Linked DNA regions of Mus musculus: all the other regions are linked to region 2. The links are chromatin contacts, called in public HiChIP or PLAC-seq maps. All regions are on one chromosome and are shown on one strand. The core of a region is the stretch at or near the end of the contact, and the rest is flanking DNA. Distances in the headings are between cores, read along the strand shown. Region 1 has its middle 170 kb from the start of Gm29686. Region 2 has its middle 300 kb from the start of Gm32431. Region 3 has its middle 300 kb from the start of Gm29686. Region 4 has its middle 240 kb from the start of Gm29686.

The links. HiChIP or PLAC-seq counts read pairs in DNA pulled down with a chosen protein or histone mark.
Region 1: a RAD21 HiChIP or PLAC-seq map of pro-B cells shows a contact between it and region 2, with 7 times the contacts expected there. The contact joins two enhancer-like sites. A contact is called at or near these places in 1 of 15 datasets of contacts at CTCF or cohesin (pro-B cells) and 1 of 115 datasets of contacts at active chromatin or transcription factors (large pre-B cells).
Region 3: an H3K27ac HiChIP or PLAC-seq map of T-cell acute lymphoblastic leukemia shows a contact between it and region 2, with 5 times the contacts expected there. The contact joins two enhancer-like sites. A contact is called at or near these places in 1 of 484 Hi-C or Micro-C datasets (bone marrow-derived macrophages) and 4 of 115 datasets of contacts at active chromatin or transcription factors (CD8 T cells, T-cell acute lymphoblastic leukemia, large pre-B cells and 1 more).
Region 4: a contact with region 2 is called in an H3K27ac HiChIP or PLAC-seq map of T-cell acute lymphoblastic leukemia, with 4 times the contacts expected there. The contact joins two enhancer-like sites. A contact is called at or near these places in 1 of 15 datasets of contacts at CTCF or cohesin (pro-B cells) and 3 of 115 datasets of contacts at active chromatin or transcription factors (CD8 T cells, T-cell acute lymphoblastic leukemia and differentiating embryonic stem cells).

The regions. Positions count from the first base shown.
Region 1 is chr16:51,812,733-51,815,432 of GRCm38.p6, reverse strand. No RefSeq gene overlaps it. Among named protein-coding and RNA genes, the nearest start is that of Gm29686, 170 kb to the left of the region's middle. Within about 2 kb of position 1,277, at least 4 of the 459 cell types and tissues checked have an H3K27ac peak or open chromatin away from gene starts, as enhancers often do. A contact at or near this core is called in pro-B cells, where this site is marked.
Region 2 is chr16:51,350,985-51,353,684 of GRCm38.p6, reverse strand. No RefSeq gene overlaps it. Among named protein-coding and RNA genes, the nearest start is that of Gm32431, 300 kb to the right of the region's middle. Within about 2 kb of position 1,369, at least 33 of the 459 cell types and tissues checked have an H3K27ac peak or open chromatin away from gene starts, as enhancers often do. A contact at or near this core is called in T-cell acute lymphoblastic leukemia and pro-B cells, where this site is marked.
Region 3 is chr16:51,689,692-51,692,391 of GRCm38.p6, reverse strand. No RefSeq gene overlaps it. Among named protein-coding and RNA genes, the nearest start is that of Gm29686, 300 kb to the left of the region's middle. Within about 2 kb of position 1,346, at least 31 of the 459 cell types and tissues checked have an H3K27ac peak or open chromatin away from gene starts, as enhancers often do. A contact at or near this core is called in T-cell acute lymphoblastic leukemia, where this site is marked.
Region 4 is chr16:51,750,577-51,753,276 of GRCm38.p6, reverse strand. No RefSeq gene overlaps it. Among named protein-coding and RNA genes, the nearest start is that of Gm29686, 240 kb to the left of the region's middle. Within about 2 kb of position 1,261, at least 21 of the 459 cell types and tissues checked have an H3K27ac peak or open chromatin away from gene starts, as enhancers often do. A contact at or near this core is called in T-cell acute lymphoblastic leukemia, where this site is marked.

The DNA of each region.
Region 1 (2,700 bases), core at 28-2,527, 460 kb before region 2:
GAGAGTGGGGAGAGAATTAAAATAATAAAGTAATTATTAAAAAGCAAAAAATAAAAAAATTATAAAGAACAACAAATAATTAAAAATGAAGAGAAAATACATGTAAAACTTATTCTATAAATGATTATTATCTAAAACGCATGCAAAAATATGGGCAAACACTATCTGATAATCAAGAAAAGCTTAAACTATGGGGGCAATAAGAACATATACGTGCTCTCCAGGGGTAGATGTGAGAGATGAAGAGGTAGAGAACAGGGACTGTCAGCAAAGTGAAAGAACAGTGGGCATGCCATTATCCATTTGTCAAAATCTACAGACTGTGCACAGAGCTGACTGGAAAGCATGCCCATTGACAACAAATGTGTCCTTCTCATAAAAGATGTTAGTTGTGGACAAGCTGTGTCCATGGAGGAGAGAAATGAATAGATAAGAACTCTGTATTTTCTGCTTTGTTTCATGGGGAAACTGAGCTCATCCTGAGAAATTAAATTTACTTACTAGAAAAATAAATGGTAATTATAGTATTTACCTAGCTATGCAGGTGAGTAAAACCACTGGGACTTGTGAGATGAAGGCTAAATTATTACAATGCAATGTTACAGATTATAATTTAGAATGGAAGAAAAAAACCCATTACATAAGAAAATACTGACTTAACTTCTTAAGAATTACCTCAGTTGGTTGGTTTGTTGTGAGAAAAGATCTCTGTGTGCAGTCCTGGTTAACCTGGAGCTTGTTCTGAACACCAGGCTGGCCTTAGACTCACAAAGATCCATCTGCCTCTGCCTTTCTAAGGCTGGTGAATTTGAAAGAGACAAGGAGGGTTATATGGGAGCGTTTGGAGAGGGGAAGAGAAAAATTATGTAATATTATAATCTCAAAAACACTCAAAAAATTACCTAAAACAGGTAGACAAAATGGCTTCTGAGAAAAGGTACAACTGACCGTTGTGTAACAGTTTACTCTAAGGTTGAAACATTCCATTATTAAATAAAGCTCTCAGAGCAGGAAGTAAACAGCCAACTGTTTCAGGAAGTTCCTAAAACTGAGCAGATTCACTCCATGGTACTGTTTTTTCCCCAAGGGAACATAAACAATAGAGACTATGAGAATCACTCTCAGACAGGCCAAGCTGCAGAGAAGATTCTCAGATAAGCCTGAGTGTAAGAAGCAAAGACCAGCAGAACTGCCTCAAAGAAACAGGCTAAATGAGTTGCCTAGAAGACACTCAGAATGAGTCAGTAATCTCACCTGAAAAGGATACAATCTAACCTCTTGTGTGCTCTATAGGCTGCACAATATGCTTGAGGTTTCAAGCTCCAATGAGCTGTAACCCATGATGTGGTGGGCGTTGGAAATTCATCTGTCTTTGAGTCATTTTTACTTCTGCAAGTGAACTCTTACCCATGTCCCCATAGGTATCCCCAACAAAACTCATTGGCTCACTAAGTCTGACTTTGGTGCCTCCAATCTTTGGTTAGTTATAAGTTCCCTAGCTGGGGTTAATAGGCTCATGTCCTGTGTCTCTCCAGGACCAATCTGTCAGAGCAACTAAACCTAACAACATGAGTTCAGTTCTAGAAATCCATGTGGTGAAAAGAAAGAACTCATACCAGTGATACCCTTTGATCTCCATCCCCATGTAGTGATGTGTACTATCCCTGACCTAAATAAGTACACGGAAACAGAAGAAAACAAAGAGTTTCCTAAAATGTGAGTTTGGTAGGTGCTGGTTGAAGTTATAAAGTTGTCCAAGAAAAAAATAAAATAAGATTTTAGTGAACTATTTCTGACTTTTGGAGAAATTGATACTTTCCATTTGAAAAGGTACTAGTAGAAAAAGATGTCAATGAAACAGTTCGCTGAACTTTAAATTTTGTTTTTAGACCTCCCTTGGGCAGCAATTTCAGAAATCTGACATCCTAGTTTTTTTTTTTTTTCTTAAATGTATATAGATGCTGAAGGTTTGTAGCGAGCTCTAGTCAGAAGTATTTCAGATAGCTGAAGGGTTAGCCTTATCCCTCAGGTAGATGCCTTTTAAAATCATGTCTGATTTTCCATCCTTCTTTGGTCTGAAATGTGATTGGTTTCCAAAACTGAAAATAAAGACTGGCATTCCTTTATGTCTGAGAGAGAGATTGCTTCTGAGAACCCCCATAGACACCAGCGTCATGGGTGATGAGTCTCCTATAAAATAGTCTAGTTTCACAGATAATGCAAGCACATATCTCCACATGCTTTAGGCCATCTGAGGCTGATTTATAGCAGTGAGTACAATGCAAATGTTATCAAATAGTTGTTATATTGAACTGTTTAGGAAACAATGACAGGAAAAACCATCTGCACATGTTCTGCACAGATGTAAACTCCTTTGTTGTTTTTAAAGACTCTTTCATCCATGGTTTGTTAACTGTGAGGATGTAAAACTCACAGATCCAAACAGTGTACTGCGAGTGCTACAGTTCTGAGACTGTGCCATACAGAGATTATGTTTTTCTCCCTGGCCATGGCTTCTACTTGCCCCTCTCCTTTTCAGCTTTATTGGTTCCACACTACTATTGAAAATTGTTTTATTTTATGAATTAGCAACCACCCTTTATTAGTGTTAAATACACTCCTGGTGGCATTTATGTCAATATACATTTACACATAAAATTTATGTTTCTACGTTATTTTGAGATGTGACACTTTCATTTT
Region 2 (2,700 bases), core at 120-2,619:
AAAACCCACATTTATTGATAAGGAGACAATCTCTTACACATACTTACCTTTGCCCCCTCCCCCATTTTGTTTGTTTGTTTGTTTGTTTTTTGTTTTTTGTTTTCCTTTTGACAGGGTTTCTCTGAGTGGCCTTAGATATCCTGGAACTTGCTCTGTGAACCAGACTGGCCTCATACTAACAGAGATCCACCTGCCTCTGCTTCCCAAGTGCTGGGATCAAAGGCATGTGCCACCAGCAACAGCTACACTTAACTTACTTTAATCTGAACTGCTCTTTCTCTATCTTGTAGTTTATAATAATAGCTACGTTTTCTTTATAAATTGCTACTACTTCTCCTAAGTGGCACTGTGGCATTTCTTCCCTGGGATGTTTCTCTCCATACCTCTGTTGCAATCTGCCTCTTACTCGTTTTAAGTTTTCTTTTATTTGTGCATCAGCATCACTCTCCAAGCTGCCAGCTGCTGAAAGGCTGAATGAGCATCTTTCCCCATGCTCTAGCATCAGCACCTCACTCAGTCTCCAAGGTACAGCAGTTGCTCAAGAAATGCAAGAGCCAGGAAGAGGAGCAGAGGAGGAGATAGAGAGAGGAGGACAGGAAAAAGGGACACAAAGAGAAAGGGAGAAGAAAATTCAATTGAGGAAAAGTAAAATAAGGCAAAAATAATGCTTTTGGTGAATGTATATAAACATCCCTGCAACGTAAGGCACCTATGAGCTCCTAGGATTGTAAAGATTTAAATCTTAAGAGTGTGCATATTTAATTTGCCTTTGTCTACCATGTGCTATACAAATGACTCCATAAATTCTGCTTTGCATTTACACATGTACCTGAAAACAGGTGTGTGTAGTATCCTAGATAATGTTCTATTACTCTTTCCACTGAAGTCTGTTGTGGCCTAACTAAAATTTAACATTGCCTAAAAGGAAAACGAGAAGAACATTTTTAAGGGAAAGTATGTTTATTTTTGATAAAAATCTTTATTTTTAATATTTTTTTCATACTGAGTTTTGTTTTTAATTTTTTGGAAGGAATTAGGTATGGAAATCTTGAGAATTTAATATTATGTATCTGAGACAGTTTTATTTCAATAATACATGATTGTTAACTATACTAGGAGGAGAAATGTGTGTCTAAACTGATTTTCAACCATTCAGTCTCAAGATTCTCATGAGAATCCAGATGAACTGTGGGTGAGAATATTCACCAGGACTTGCCTAGAAACCATGGCAGAGCTGTCGCAACTAGGCATCTGGCCAGGGTGGGGAGGCCCACCACTATGTGGTCCATATGAAGTGGTACATAATAAAGACTCTTCGTCAGGCTGCAGTGAATGAGACCCCATGGAAAGCTGGCAGAGTCAGCCAACCACAGCTCCACAGTTCTCCTGTGCTCACAGATGTTTCCTGCCTTCTGCACCACACGCAGCCTACACTGAAGCCTCTGTGTTTTCTTGTAAATGCATCTGCTGTGGTTGGATCCCGTTCCAGGGTCAATTTCTTCATCATTAAAAAATGAAGCCATGAAGAATTTGTTAGAGGGAACATGGAATATAATTTAATGACTATATATGTCTCTACTGATAGATTGGTTTTGTTTAGTTTTATTTTTGAGATATTGTTCTTATTATGGATAAATTGATTTCACCTAACTGTCAGGAAGACAGAAACTAGAACAGTCTCTATGAAAGTGGGATGGATTCTTTATCCATCCATTGCTAGGCTTAAGTTTCAAACTTAGGAAACGTGTGCCAGACATCTGCTGTCACACTAAACTTCCTGTTCATTTTAGAGAATTTGCTCTGTTTGAGATCTCATTACTTGTTTACCGTCCATTATTGGAGAGTATAAACAAAGTCAGAGCTTCCTCAGATTAGTACTCTGCCATTGTAACATGAGCAACAGCTTTTGACTTCCCAAAGTGCTATATCTAATTGATTTAAAAATCAGAAAGAAATCTAAGATACTGCCTTAGTTACATAGCTACATTGCTATGATAAAACACCAAGACCAAGATAACTTATAAAATGAAGAATTTAATTAGGCTTACCATTTAAGAGGGTTAGAATTCATGATGGAGGAATTAAGGCATCACAACAGGAAAGACTGATAGCTCATATCAAAATCACAAGCAGGAAGCAGGGAATAACCCCTCCTCCAGCAAGGCCACCCCTCCTTATTCTTCCCATACGGTTCTACCAACTAGGGAACAAGTTAAGCTTATGATTCTAGAGTGAGTAGCCATTGTCATTCAAACCTCCACAGGCTCCGTTACAACCTCATCCAACTACTGAAAAAGATAGGGTTCCTGAGTTCTACCTGCTTTGGAAAGCATACACTGCCACATCATAGTCCTTGTCTGTGCTATGTATTTCCTAGTGGCCAAACATGCTTTCATAGAGTGTAACTGCCATTTTTCTGTTCCATGTCCTCAATAATATTTTTTAAAATATATTTCATTACATTTATTAAGTTCTGTTACAGTCAGGATATGGGTGCCATCTTGTGATCCCTCTCTGTTAAAGGATCTCTTTTCTTCATCTGTATGCTCATTTAGATTAATTCGAAGCCCCCACCTTTGATAGAGTCTCTCGGTTTCCTCAAAAGTTGAGTTTAATACTTGCCATGATCTTTGTGGCAGAGAATGCTACTGGTTATTCACTCTATGTTAAATATACATGAAAGACAGAGGAAGGCTTGCA
Region 3 (2,700 bases), core at 97-2,596, 340 kb before region 2:
ACTTCGATGTTAGAAATTTGTCTATTTCCCCATTTTGTAAATGTAATGATTGATGCAAATATTAAACCTTTGAGGCATTCTCAGTGGAAATCTAATCAATTGATATAATTGACCCAGATACTTCTACATATTAAACTCTATTAATCTGAAGTACTCAGCCTCTGTTTCTTTAAACTAATCTCTTCTATTTTCCCTCTAGCAAGTTCCTTTAGTTATATTTACATGAGACAAGGATCTTGATCCTTTGAGACTGCTGTTTGTTTCTGACTGAAGTGCTCTTTGTGAAACTATAGTGCTACCCTAGTGAGTTGATAGGATGTCTGGGATTTTATTTAAAACTCTTGAAATTTAGCAAGTGTGAACCTACTGAATTAATAAATGTTGGTGAAAATTCCAGATGTTGGATTAATTAACGATAAAGTCATTTTATCATAATCCAGAATTCATTGAATATTTTGTTCAATGTTGTGCCATTTAGGTTAATATCAGTGGTATCAAGTTTAATAATACCATACTATCAGGCCCATGAATTTATATATGGGTGTAAATTCTGCCTTAAATAATACTTTTTGCTTTTAAAGGACTATGACTAAGAGAACTGTTAAAAAGGAAAAGAAAAAGAAGAGAAAAAGAAGAGAAAAAGAAAAGAAAAAGAAAAGAAAATTTAGAACTGCTTAAGGACTGCTTTTAAAACACTTTGTATATGTTTTTGTCTTTGTAGATGGTTAACCTCAGAGGCTAACCTTAGCAAACATAATTGTGTGCATTGTACTCTGTTTTCATTCTTTTATTCAGCTCTTTTCATGAGTAAAGTAGGGCTTGCTAGAAATCTGTTCTGGAGACCAATATCCATGTTTCTGCTGAATCAGTTTACTTAGAGGCATATTTTATTAAGGCACTTTTTTTTTCTTTTTGGCTATTGGAGAACAGAAGGCAGAAATCTGAGCAAAAGAAAACAAGAGAATATTTTATTTTACCTATCTCACTAGAACAGATGTTAATCCCAAAGTTTCTAGGAGGAATACCACAGATCCAAATCATCATGCTCCAATTAATTAAATCAAGGAAGTAAGTAATTAGAGCAGGCTTTTTAAACTCTCAAGATCTACCTCCCCCTAAGGTAAGGTTTAAGAAATCAGCATTGGATGTGAGATGACAAGGTTGCATAGCTCAGAGGTAGGGGGTTTCCAAATAGGCAAAATAGACAGGGATACCGGAGCAGAACATAAACGTAACAAGTTAGTCATAATGATCTCCTGAAACACAGACATGATAGCAAGATGGTCCTAACAAGATAGTCATCACAATCTTTTGAAACAAAGGTATGCTTTCAAGATGGTTTTGAAACAAAATGTGGTTGCGGTTTCCTGAAACAGGCAGTACAGAACCATTTGTAGCTGAGGTTACAGGTGGGACATAGCCCAGTTCTTGAGAAACAGAGACTTAGTCATAAATAAGAATGAGCCTAGTTTGTCTTTACAATATGATGGTTGTAGGAGTTTGAATAGGTATGCCCCTCCCATACACTCATGTGTTTAAATGTTTGGCCTGCGGGGAGTGGCACTATTAGATGGTGTGGCCTTGTTGAAATAGGTGTAACTTTGTTGGAGGAAATGTTGTACTGTGGAGGTAGGCTTTGAGGTGTCATATACACGCAAGTTACACCCTGTGTAGAAGACACTATCTTCTCCTTGTTGCCTGTGAATCAAAATGTAGAACTCTCAGTTTCTTCTCTAACACTGAGTTTGTCTGCATTCTGCCATGCTTCCCACCATGCTGATAAGGGACTAAACCTCTGAAAATGTAAGCCAGCCCCCTCAAAATGTTTTTAAAATGTGTAGAAGAGTTGTCTTGGTCATGGTGTCTCTTCACAGCAATAAAACCCTAAGACAGAAGTTGATACCAGGAACTGGGGTATTGCTGTGATAGGCCTAATAATGCTTTGGTTTAGAGGAATTTTGGGACTTTGGATTAGGAACATAGTGGAATACTTTAAATGGGGTTTATTGGGCCATACTAGTAGAAACATGGAAGACAGTGGTATTGATGATAATTTAAACTATGTGAACCTGGTTTAAGAATTTTCAATTGAGAAGAATTTTAGTTTGTTGCCTAGAGATTATTCTTATAATATTTTGGTGAAAAATGTGGCTGCTTTTTTGCTCTTGTCTTAAGAGTTTGCCTGAGGCTAAGGTGAAGAGTTTTGTTTTTTTTTTTTTGTTGTTTTTTTATTAATTGCATTAGCAAAAGAAATCTCAAAACAGCCTAGCATAGACTATGGTTCACTTTTATGAAGATAAATTTGATGAAATGTAACAAGAAAGGAAAAGTACAAAATGTATTGTACAAGTGCTAACGGGGAACCAGGAATGTAGCTAAATCCTGAGTTCAAAGAGATAAACAGATTAAAAATATTAAATGGAATTAAGGGAGTGATGCCTCAGGACAAGATCCCATTTGCTAAGGTTCCATCTTATGAAAAAATAAATAAAGAAAAGCTTCAATCCATGTTGTATACCTCTTTAATTTCAACACACAGGAGACAGAGGTATGCAGATGTCTGAGGTTCAAGGTCTTCCTGGTCTACAGAACAAGTTCTAGAGCAGACAAGCTTAGTTAGTGAAGGAAATCATTAAAAAACAGAAAGCTTGAGCCCGGTGTGGTGGCGCAAGCCTTTTATCCCAGCACTTGGGAGGCAGA
Region 4 (2,700 bases), core at 12-2,511, 400 kb before region 2:
GAAGACCAAAGTGTGGACACTTTGCCCCTTCTTAGAATTGGAAACAATCACCCATGGAAGGAGTTACAGAGACAAAGTTTGGAGCTGAGACAAAAGGATGGACCATCTAGAGACTGCCATATCCAGGGATCCATCCCATAATTAGCCTCCAAACGCTGACACCATTGCATACACTAGCAAAATTTTGCTGAAAGGACCCAGATATAGCTGTCTCTTGTGAGACTAGGCTGGGGCCTAGCAAACACATAAGTGGATGCTCACAGTCAGCTATTGGATGGAGCACAGGGCCCCCAATGGAGGAGCTAGAGAAAGTATCCAAGGAGCTAAAGGGATCTGCAACCCTGTGGGTGCAACAACATTATGAACTAACCAGTACCCCGGAGCTCTTGACTCTAGCTGCATATGTATCAAAAGATGGCCTAATCGGCCATCACTGGAAAGAGAGGCCCATTGGACACACAAACTTTATATGCCCCAGTACAGGGGAACGCCAGGGCCAAAAAGTGGGAATGGGTGGGGAGGGGAGTTGGGGGGGAGGGTATGGGGGACTTTTGGGATAGCATTGGAAATGTAATTGAGGAAAATACGTAATAAAAAAATATTAAAAAAAAAAAAAAAAAGACTTACCCAAGTGTGAGTACAAGCTCCCTAGGGGATTGTAGCAGCTCATTGCTTTAAGACAGTGTCACATAGGATTTTGGTGGAGTTTTAAGTTTTGGTCTTATCACTGGGTGGTTCAGGGTGGAGGTTTCGGGATGCAGCTATGGAGGAAGGTAGGAGAGCTTCCGCTATAAAGAAATGAAGGTTTTGCTTAAGACTCTCAGGGGATGTCTGGGGGAAAGAAAGGAAGCCTTAAACTCAATTCAGTGTTATTTAAAAATATGAAGTCTATATTTGAAAGACATATATTAACTCTATGTTGGAAGCCGACAAAAGGCTTTAACGAGACCCCAGAACGAGAGAGTTCTTTTCCTTCTCATGTCCTCAATTTGTCCTGTCTCGGGCTCACAGCAGAGCCCTGGGTTCCCAGGGGTGTGGGCCTTTGTTTCTACTCTAAAACCCAATAGCGAGATTGCTGGGAACTCCAGCGATCACTCTAGTCTCAAACAAAAGCAAAGCAATTCTTCACTAGAAGGTTGCCTGAGAGTCTCCACAGCTGTGATACCCTGGGTTTAGATTAGAAATTAGATTATAAACCGCCTCTGGGCAGGTGGAAGCAGCTGAATCAGTCAGGCCAGATGCTCCCATCCCGGAGGAAGAACTGCTGAGCGAGTGAGAAAAGGAAGCTCATTTCCCCGGGCTGGCCTCTTTGTCATCTCAACTTCAATATATATATTTTCATTAGCTAGTTGTCTAGGGAACAAGAGCCCAACCAAGAGAATTTGCCAAAGTGAAGCCCAAGAACAAAGGCTTATTTCACACGCTTAGGCTATCCTGCACAGAAACTCTTTAGGGATTTACTTTTTCTGATGAGAAATTTATATTTTTAAGTTTTAATGATGCCATAAAGAAAGCTTTTAGAGTGGTTAAAAAAAAAGCCCCTTGAAATATTGTCATATGTTATGTATTTCCAGTAGACAGTTTATGAGTTTTCAGTCTTTTTCATGAACATCATTAAAACACTAATAAAAACACAAGCTCTCCAGATGTACAGTTATTTGCTTAATTTTTTTCCATTGGGGAAAATGATTATAATAAAGAAAAGAGCAATAATGAAATTAGTATTTGTATAATATATTGGTTTCATCTGCCAATGGCTTCAAAAGAGTTCAAAGCCCACTGAACATGTATGTATGTGACCCTTTTAAAAATCAAATTAAAACAAACAAACAAAAAGCCTTAAGTGAATTAAGTAGAAATAACGATCAAGTCTCCTTTTGGATGTCCCATTCTTATTTGCTGTGATGAAAATTAGTGTGCATATGTATTTGAAAGTCACAAATAAAACATAAGTATAGGATTTCCTGTGTTCTTGACCTTCATACATGTGGTAATATGTTTTGTGTGAAATTTTTATCGTTTTCTAAGGCAAGGATAGTCTCTACAGACCCTCCTACTTAAGGCAGAAGGAGATACAAACCGGGTAATCATGTGAGTCTTTTTTTCTTTTCTTCCTAATATTTTTCCTCAGAACATGTATTTGGAGATAAATTTGCTGACTCATTTTGTTAATCAGTTTCAGTGAAACGGTTATGAAGTACGTCGAAACAAATGTTAAAATTTTGCAAAAAGAAAAGTCTTCCACATGATCTCTCTCAATAGTTATACTCACAAACATGCAGAAACCTTTCTAGAAGTTTTAGTCTCAGGATGTTCTCAGAGGATGAGGATAAGTGCTGGGAAGAACGAGCAGCTTGTGAATGTGGTTAACCAACTCATGGACCTGGGCAAAACAGAGATGCCAATTTTCATCTAATGCTTATATTCTATTTATTTGAAAGTCACAAATAAAACAAATTGTACTATCGTAATGTATCTACATCCTCTGGGTTCAGTGTTCTTATCTGCGAGTAGATGGACAATATTCCTTGTTGAAACTTTGATGGTTTGAAGTGAGGAAGCGTGGTGTTTAGTTGTTTATCCTGTTACTATGATAAAATAGCCTGGGAAAGGCAACCCAAGAGTGAAAGGTTCCCTTTTGTCTCACAGTTTGAGGATGTCATCTATCATAGAGGAAGTCACAACAGCAGGGGCCTGAGT